Linked DNA regions of Gasterosteus aculeatus: region 1 is linked to region 2. The links are chromatin contacts, called in public Hi-C maps. All regions are on one chromosome and are shown on one strand. The core of a region is the stretch at or near the end of the contact, and the rest is flanking DNA. Distances in the headings are between cores, read along the strand shown.

Region 1 (4,788 bases), core at 161-2,660, 130 kb after region 2:
TATAGCTCCTAAATGCTAAGCCGAGCTACATCCCTGGGCTATTCCAAATGACGGGGTGTGTCACATCCTTATCTGCGGCGCGCCACAAAGCGCTCCCTCTGTGCAAAGTTGGTTAAGAATCTTCTACGGAATAATGCGCCGCGGACGGACCGAACTTCTCACTAATGTGATTTTAGCGGCGCTGAGTAATAGGCGGTCGTGTGATGCATTATGGCGTGGAGGTTCAGGGGCAGAGGAGGGAGCATGAGGTGACAGAGAAAAAGTATGGACAGCAGAGGGAGGGAGGGTGACAGGAAATGAGAGTGGAAGCCGAGAGAGGATGACAGAGTGTGAATAAAACAGGGAGAAGAGGGTGATGGAGAGAGGAAGATCAGGGGATGGAATGTCAAAGGGGAGAAGACAGTAAAAGCTTTTTAAGATGTACTTTAAATTTAGACATGTCACATAAATAACCCTTTTCTTTAGAGCTACTTTATGCTATTTCACTTCTTTTGTGTGTATCTGTGTGTACCTGTGTACATGTAGATGTGTGTGTGTGTCTTTGTTTTTACCACATTGTTAGGATCTAAACTTGATATTCCACTTGTGTTGTCAGGACGAGACTGGGGACGTCTAGATGAAAAGGTTAATCTGGCAGAGGCTTTATTTTACGGCTTAAAGGCTGTCAGAGACCAATTTTGAGTGATGCCAGTTTTCTGATAAAGCTAAAGCAGTTCGGGTGATTCAACATTGAAATTATAGTTGTTGTCTGTCCTTGCCAATGCTGGAAAAATGTTGTGCAGTATTGCAATTGAATGTCTTTGTGCATGTATTTATTCAGTATATGTGAGTGTCCTTTTTGTGTGTATTGCATTTTTCCGGAGGAACGTTGTATTAGATATTTCTCACAGGTACAGGTGGGTTATTATCACTCTATGGTGATTATCAGGAACTAGTCGTAATGAGCAACAAACTGTTGACCACATTTTTATTAATCACAATTTTACAGAAATTGGTTTCACGTTCAATCATCCTTTTCTCCTCTGCCTCAGTGTAGATAGTTTGTCTCTCATCCATCACAGTCAAAACTAATTAAATTCCAAGTGCAGGGACGGCACAAGTGTGGCCAAGTGCTGAAAATAGCAGATATCTTAGTTCGTAAGACTTAGTTGGGTGTCACTGTTATATTTAACCATGTTTGTTAGATGTTTTTAAACATTTGTAACATGAACAATTATAGCACTTTTGTGTGAAAAACATGAAGGTGACAAGCAAAAGACGTCCAAACAGGAATGACCTGTCCTTAATCCCCTCCGTTGTGACCCTGCAGCCCCTCCCAGAGTCCGAGTACAACAGCAGTCCAGAGACTGTGGGGTACCGGCTCAGACTGTGGAGGACAGACGGCCAGGGGGAGGACAGGACGCAGGACGTGGAGAGAGCGGGTGGCACCAATGAGACCACGGTGGACGGCCTGAACCCCTGGACGCAGTACCAGGTTCAGATCCAGGCCTACAACTCCATCGGACCCGGACCGTGGAGCGACACGGTCGCCGCCCTCACCGCGGAATCCGGTAAAAACCCAGAGCGTCGTCTTCCCTGTTTCCTGCAGAGCGGTCTGTCAAAAGGGGTACCAGGAGACGAGGAGGATGAGGAACAAAGTGCACAATTACCATCCACCAGTCTCCCTTCATGGCCCCTCCGCTCGCCGCCCTCTACGCTTTCCCTCTATGTCAGCCAGGGGAAGATTGACGCAGGGAGGGGGGGGGCAGTAAACGCACACACGAGGCTGTAAACACACACTCCCAGTAACCTGGTTAAATGTGTCAAATCTGTATCTTGTGTGACGGGAAAGTGTGATTTTCACATTTTGACACAAGGGCAGCAGCGCCTCGCTTCCCATCCACATGCACAATCACAAGTTCAAATGTACGAATTCTGTTAAGTCACAGACTTAGAGTCCCATGTGGTAATCCCCGGGTGTTTTAAAGCTCCCTAAGCTCCTCGGATTGTTTGGATACAGAATGCACTCAAGAAGTCACATTGTTTGAGGTTGTTTTTTTTTCTCCAAGCTGTCTGAATGGAATAAAAATAAAATCTGACCCGTCCACCACATCCTGAAATGCCTTTTCAAATTTAAAATCAGTTTAGCTTATTAGTACTAAAGGACTGCAGGCATCGAGGTTGTTTTTCTCTTTGCTGTTTCTGTTGACAGTGTGATTCGGTTTAAAGAATGTTTTATTTCTGGCATATTGTCAAAAACCCAAAGTCTGAATAGTGGAGAAAAACCATGTGGCACCAGCAGATTTTTCACCATTAAGTCATGAAGATGATTCAAACTTGTGTGTGATACTTTAATTCTGGTTTTTATCTTGCATGTCATGATTTTACATGTTTCTGAATCTGGGGGATTTCACTCACTATTTCGCATTAGTAATTACAATACTAGTTGCTTTGTCGCCGATTATTTTTCATCAGCGCAGCATGGCAGTCCTGGGAGGGGGAAGGAGGATAAATTACCTCTTATTTATTTAAAGAGCAAGACAACAAATATTCTTCTTCAACATGACTAGAAATGCTTTGTTTATATCATCTAGTTCCGTCTGGGTCCCCGGTGAATGTGACCGCTGAGGCAGTGAGCTCCACCAGGATCCTGCTCAAGTGGTCCGCTCTCCCCCAGGCACAGAGGAATGGAGTCGTACTTGGATACAAGGTGTAGAAAACACAAAAACACTCGCACACTCATGCACACAATCGCGCCCCGGCCTTCACACTTGACCCCCTCAGCCCATTATCACTTTCTCCAACGCTTCCGCACACTTTGGATGCTCACATTGGCATCTAATATCAGCTAAAAAAATGACGTAATCCACTGCAACTGCTCCAGTTTTGTTCTTCTAAAAGCCCCCGGAGTCGGTTAGTATGTGTGTGTGTGTGTGTGTGTGTGTGTAAAACTGTGCACATGCTTATGAGAGTGGCTTTAATGTTTAATACCCTTTCATAAAACAGCAGTTTTTGTGTCATGCTGTAGTGGGAACAATACCCGGATTATTCATTTATGAAAAATGGACAATAATCCATAAAGCCCGATGGTTTTTGGTATTTGAAAAAAAAAAAACATGAACTGACGCAACGGGAGCGTATTCGTTGTGTATACACACATGCCGGGAATATTCTTTAGAGATCCTGCATTAGTATTTAAGTCAAGACTTGTGAACCACTCAAGCAACGCGGCTTACAATCCCTGTCTGCCAAACTTTAGCTCATCTGTTCTTGTATTCAAACTAAGTCGTAGAACGCAGCGATGCGGTGAACATGTTCAGGTCTGTAAGAAAAGGCTGGATAAATGCTGGGTGATGGTGTAATGCCAGGTGCACTCAGTTTTACCTAAGTGCACCACTCACCGGCAGCAACATTCCTCCTTTTACTCTCCCACGCAGACCCGCCAAAGGTTTATTATGATGCACTCCACTTCCTTTTTTTCATTATAAAATAAACAGACGACACCCACCAGTTGTCTGTTCTTTTGCAGTTTAGCTTTTCCTGTGCAGTGGCATATACGTTGTACGCCCCCAAACAGGAATTTCAACACGGAGAAAACACGCGCCACATTATTTGCCAGTATAAATCTGGCATTGAGTTCAGCTCTTAATCACCAGTCCAAACAAAACATAGCGAAAGGAGGCTTTAAAAACAGATGGAAATGTACCTTCATTTGTAAGTACATGTTTGTGCTTCAAACACACTCATCTACTAAAGAAACAGGCTGTAACTGTGCCATGCGGCCTTTTAAAAATCCTCTCCTCCACCATGCCCACAGCTCATCACACTCCCCATCTGTGTGTGTTTTCTTGTGCCCTCCTGAGGATCCCACCGAGCAGCACGCCTTCCCACGGCTGCCAGCAGTAGCTCTTCAGCACCTCCCGTCCCTCAGTGGATGCTGAATAGTTTTCTGCCTCCTGCAGTCCTGCCGAGCTCTCCCAATGACTATTTCTGTTCTTTCAGACACTTAAGAACTGGCATTTTCCTGTGCATGAACATGAATAGGAGAAAGAGCAGGAAGGAGCCCTTTTGGACACGTGAGCGTGTTGCCGGTGAAAGAGCACCGGGTGCTGATCTGTGTTCATAATGGCTGTAGGTGTTACAGGGTCGGTCTGGTCTCACCAAATTACCAAAAGTAATCAAAGGCTTGATGTGGCCTATTTATCGGGGCACAGACGGACGTGTTTCCTCGCTGTGAAGCTCTATGCTGTGCAGTTTGTAAAGCCCTGTGAGGTTTGTGTGTGTGTGTGGAATTTGGGGCTATATTAAAGAAAGTTGAATTGACTCATACACAGCTCTATTAACTAAATTGTTTAATTAAAAATTTTGCAAGCGCACCGAATCTGCAGCTGAAAGTCCGGCGCAAATACACTTATCGTGTTTGACTAAAAACTTTCTTTCCCATCTGTTAAGGGGTTTTACTTTGCTTCCACAGGATTTAACCAACTACATATTTGTCCTCTTTCGACCGATTCGTGGGATCGCATGTGTGACGCGTGTGCCCGTTCTGTGCGTGTCTGTGTCCAGGTGACGTACAGCGAGAAGGACTCGGGAGGCCCCCCCACTGTGCAGGTGGCAGAAGGCGAGGGGGGGGTGACGCTGCTGCTCGACGCTCTGCAGAAATACTCAATGTACGTGCTGCAGGTGCTGGCGTACACGCGGATGGGCGACGGCCCGCAGAGCAACCCCGTGCTGCTCAGAACCAAAGAAGATGGTAGGCTCTCTCTCTCTCCCTCCCTCCATCTCCCCCTCTCTCCCCCTTTCTCTGAT
Region 2 (5,267 bases), core at 278-2,777:
GTGTCAGAGCGGCTTTGATGCACCGTGGCATAGTTTACACAAGGGACTTTAGGGATGAGCAGCATCCTTTCAGAAGAACAGTTTTCAAAAGATCACACGATGCTCAGGGCAGGAATAGCCAATCAGTGAGGATTTATCTGGCATCTACTGCACAACCGAAATTCCTCACTGAAAATAATGTTTTGATCCCTAATATTTTCAACAACAACTACCATATGAATTTAAAAAATGTAAATAATATGTTTACAAATAAGAAATACAGTATCCTGAAATGTTCCAATCAAATGGCTGATTTCTGTGCAGTACAATAGAAAGTAGTTTCTGTTAATTATCCTTATGTTTCCTACTTACTCTGACAATAAACTTTTAGCAGTTGACTAAATATGTGTTTTGGGGATTTGAGAAAGCCAGAGCAAATGACTCTCACGAGGCTTCAAGTTCATCTACTCCTATTGATTTCTTTCCCTTTTTAATTCCACACATTATAACATGGTTCTGATTGCTATTCGGATCTACAAGATGGGGATTTTTTTTTATGTGGCATCCAGACGAATCCCTGGAGTTTTCCCCTTCAGACTGAGTGGCAAAAACCTTACATGGAAAGTAGTTGCATCATAGCCTCTTTAATTACTGGAAACAGAAAGCAAGGAGCCAGTTGCCAAATGAGCCGGGATGGAAAGATAAGTGGAAGAACCGGGGCGAAGGTGCTTGAGGAGAATGTGTTGGGCACAACTGGACCGTTTGGGCCGACTGTTTGACCACTTAGGGGATGGAAAGTCTGCCTCTGAGGATTTATTGAGACAATAAAGGATAAGGTCACTGTGTTTTTAATATTAATGTGTGATTCAATGACCCTCACCATGGAAGAAACTAGGTTATCGGTATAAGCTGCTAGGCTGCAGGCAGTTTTTGTTTTTATGGAGCATGTGTGTTCCTGAGTCCCACTTCTGTAAAATTTTAAGATCTTTGAAGTTAGTACCTTTAAAAAAAACGTGTTCTTCTCATTGTTGTCTTACTACCTCCTTAGTTACACACATGATCTATTAAATAGTATACTGTAACAATTTGAAGTCCATTAAAACCTAAAACTTAAAATTCAATCGACTACGTAGCAATTTTAGACAGGAGATAAATAGTTATTACCCTTCTTACTAATGTGGGGGTTTGGGGGCTTTGGGGATTTGGGGGCGCCTTCCACCACGCTCTCTCATGTGCTGGCATCACCTCCCGCCCCTTAGTTCGGGCTGACCAATAGGAACAGCGGGAGCACTCGGGTCGACCAATCAGCACAAGAAGGGATGATAGTGAATAGAAGTTTAGTTTCAGAGTTTGGGATAGCAAGCTCGAGGGAGAAACCAACGGGGAGGCTGAGCGAGGGAACCGAGGACATCAGCGGGAAAAGTTAAAACAACACCCGTAAATAGGAGCTGTTCGCCGAAGACCGTTAAATACGTCTAAACAAGCGCCCTCTCTCTCTCTCTCTCCCCCCCTCTCCCTCCCTCCCTCCCTCCCTCCTAAGCGGTCGAGGAGGGTGGCAGGTGTTCAGCCAAAGGGGAGACGCGTCGCTTCAGTCGGCTCCCCGAGCCTCCACTGGGTGCCGGACGAAGAAACGCTATAAAAACACCGTGAGTACGCGGGGAGAACACTGAAAACGTTTTTTTTTTTTTTTTGGGAAGTAACCTTTTTCTTTTCCCCCGACTGGACTGTTGTGGAGGACCGTTAGAGACTGCTGGATAACAGGGAGCGAAATGCTCCAGTGTCGCAGCGGGAGTCTCGTCATCGTCGGTTTAACGGACGTTTCCCCCCCGCGGTTCAAACCGACTGTTACCCCCCCTCTCGACTTTTACCGGCTCCCTTTCGCCTTTTAACAGAGCAAATGCGACGGGAGTAGTTACGGAGAAAACTTATAATGCGTTTTTCTTTTCATGCTAACCTGTTGTGTCATCGTTCCGTGTAACATAAGACCGGCAACTTAGCCTCTCTGGTATCCGAGGAGAGGAGAGCCCCTGCCGGGAGGGAAAGAGAGCCAGCAGCCGGGGAGGGGCGGTGGGTCGTTTCGACCCGCGACCACTTGGGATAACAGTTCACCTTCATTTTGGATTTCTTCACGCTTCTCCATCACTACGCTTTCGCGGGAGGGTGGAAAAAAAGGACTTTCCGGTTCGTTTAATTAAACAATAGAGTCGGAGTGCACATAGTCGGTTTACCGGAATCCGCGCGCTGTTAATACGAGCACTCTCCCAATAGTTACAAATGACCCGCGGGACCAAATCCCCCAGAGAAGACCTCACAACAAGCGCGCGTTTGAGGGTCGATAGCGGAGAATAAGCCGATAAATCTAAAATACACTCAAGTGTATTAATCCGGCGCTTTTGGATCAATCCTAATTAAAATGAGGTATTGCGGGACGGAGGAGACACCCGGACTCAGAGATTACCGTTCCGTTACACCGTGAAGCCACGAAGACCCCCCTTTCCCCGTCTGCTTTTTCTTTCTATTTCCTTCAGATGTTTTTTACAATCTTTATTTTTTAAACACCGGAGCCGAGGACCCTTGGAAGCGGCAAGCGACAGCGGTGAACTCCCGGAGCTCTTGAGCTTCACTCCCCCGGGGAGGCGCGGAGCCGGAGCCCGTTTCCTCGGACTTCTTCTCAGTCGTGTGCGAGGAGCAGAGCGACAGCGAGGGGGGAGAAAGAGGGAGAGAGAGAGAGAGAGAGAGAGAGAGAGTTGCAGCAGCATACTTGAAGCACCAAGCGGGACACGGACGCTCTCGGTCCCCTTTCCCCCCTGCGTGATGAAAGCGGGGATTTTGAGCCAGGAGCGGTCGGCGGCGATGGGCCGAGCGAGGAGGACGGCGGCGGGGACGGCCCGCGGCGGGAGCCAGTGTCCGCCTCTGCTCCTGCTGCTCCTTCTCGGGAGCTGCTGCCACATGTTGCACGGACAAGGTGAGAGTCCTGGCTTCCAAACGCCACACGGTGCACCGGTGATACGTTCGTTGATGTGTATATTTTAGATCGATTTACCCTGGATGCCACTTCACCGAGAGCAACAGCATGGTGATCAGGGGGGAAAGTGACACGACGCCTCCTGACCTGGAAACAAGGGTCTGATTTATCACTTATTGTAAGTCGCTTTGGATAAAAGCGTCAGCTGAATGAAAAACGTAAATGTATTAGACCGGATTGGCCTCTTGACTTGGGATGTGTCCCTGCAGGAGGATGACACGGGTTACAGGGCCAGCAACAACAACGTCTCACTGCTAATGAAAGCAGGTTTATTGTTAGGGGTGGGAGGGGGGGGCACTAGACTGGATGAGTAAATCATTGTTATTGTTATGATACATAGATTGGAGGGTCATCGTTGCAGGATTAAGGTATTGAGGATGTGTATGGGAGGGGTGTCACAGTTTCCAAGCATTGATAATCCTCCTCTTAGTCAATGACCTGCTTAACTGCGGCGCCCGATCTGGCACACAACTGTAGGCGCACACTAAGTTGCCCTGTTGTGCTGGCAGGTGTCCAGATTAGTGTGCGATTTGTTGATGCACAAGGTTTAGCGTTTGGACCGTTTGTCGAAATCCAGCATCAGGACCTGTGAGGGGAAATTGTGCGTTGCCATGTTTTTTTTCCCTCCCTTTTCCTGCTGTAGCGACAGTGATGGTGAGAAACTGGATATGTTGTGTGTTTCTTGTGCGAATGCTCCTTGTGCGATCATGTTGGGGTGCCAAACCCAGAGCACAGAAAAGGTCACGCTGGTGTCATGACACCGTTTTCTCTGGGTCACAGATGGCGTGGTAGGATGAATGTGAGGCTGAGGCTTGGGGTTTATGTGGAGGAGGGGTCTTGGGAATGTCTGTGTGTGTGTGTGTGTGTTAGAGGGAGGGGGGGTGGATAGCTATTTGTGAACGCATGGGGAATGTGTAGGAAGATATAGGAGGAATGAAGGGGGAAAGAAAGTCAGAAGGAGGGAGGCGTTGTGAGGGCAGAGGAAGGGAGAGGGGAGTGGCAAGGACAAGCAGGTGAGAATATGAAATAAAGTGGTGATGGGGGGCTTGATACAGACTGAATGTGGTGCACTGTGCTTGTCAATCATAAAGCTGTGTCTGCAGTTCTATCGATGATGACGGTGCGACAACACTTCTGTGTGAAGTCAACCTCTCCACCCTCCACCCTCCTCCACCTCCCTCCCTCGGGGGGTAACAAGGAGGTGGGTTGACGGACGGATGGATGGACGGACGGATGGACGGACGGACGGCGTGGCTGCAGAGTCAGCACCTCTCGCCCTCCTTCTAATGTCAAGGTCTCAGAACCAGCACCCAAGATACTACAACCCCACCGCAATATCCCCCCCACCATCCCCGTCCAGCTGTCTTGGCCCGGGGGGGTGGGGCTGCTGCTACTGTGACATATCTATACCGGCGGATGGCTGGCAGGAGGTGTTTGTATGTGCACGTGTTCTGGGGTAAGGGGGAAATTAATTGAAATTAGCAAAACAGATGTGGGACAGGGCAGGCGAAGCTGGAGGGGACAGGAGGTGGGTGGGGGGGGGCTTATTGATTTGATAAGCTGTGCCAGGCGGCCGATCGAAGGTGGTAGATCTTCCAAGTTCCGGCCCCTCTGTCTCCAGCATTTATTAGAATGTTTTATTTCAGAAGGAAACGGATGAAATTCATGAGCCAAGGTTGATCCTCCTGATCTCCCCCTGCCCTTCAGCCCCCCCCCCCCCCCCTCCTCCACCCTCGACCCACTCCGTCCCTCTTTCCCTCTCTCTCCTCTCTTTCTCCCAGTCAATCGATGCCCACACCCTTCCTCATAAATGTGAGGCTTTATATGAGCCAACTCTCGTCTCTGGGAGCACATTTAAATAAGCTCATCGATCTTTCATTTTAGAGTTTAAGTGACGGCAGCATTTTACTGTCTCTGCCCCCCCCCCCCCCCCGCCGCCGTCCCCCTGTCTCCTCCACCTCTCATCTGCTCAACTCTCCACCCTTGCTTCTTTATTCATAACTTATCTCCCCCCCACCCCCCCTCACTGAGTGGGCTCGGCTGCCCAGCTGTTTGACTGATTCACATTTCCAGCTTGGATCCAGACGGAGCTCCACTTTAGACTTTATGTTCTGTCGAGGATGGATCAAACCTGGTTTGTTTTCTAAATGAAATCACCAACCGGCAGAGTCCAGAACACTGTGTCAACTGCCAATTCCCTGAAAATAACAGTGTGTCATTTCTACAGCCATGGATTTTGATATTATCTACATAATTTACAAAC

Evidence for each region. A called contact is a pair of places that touch in the nucleus more often than the background predicts.
Region 1: a contact with region 2 is called in a Hi-C map of liver, with 4 times the contacts expected there. The contact joins two enhancer-like sites. A contact is called at or near these places in 3 of 6 Hi-C or Micro-C datasets (liver, skeletal muscle and tail fin).

What each region holds. Positions count from the first base shown.
Region 1 is chr9:18,720,386-18,725,173 of fGasAcu3.hap1.1, forward strand. It overlaps LOC120825525 (protein sidekick-1), which reads left to right. Exons shown (of 41, transcript XM_078109320.1): 21 at 1,310-1,550; 22 at 2,574-2,689; 23 at 4,546-4,732. Among protein-coding and RNA genes, the nearest start is that of LOC120825253, 27 kb to the right of the region's middle. Within about 2 kb of position 1,411, at least 1 of the 9 cell types and tissues checked has open chromatin away from gene starts, as enhancers often do.
Region 2 is chr9:18,590,959-18,596,225 of fGasAcu3.hap1.1, forward strand. No RefSeq gene overlaps it. Among protein-coding and RNA genes, the nearest start is that of LOC120825777, 40 kb to the left of the region's middle. Within about 2 kb of position 1,528, at least 7 of the 9 cell types and tissues checked have open chromatin away from gene starts, as enhancers often do.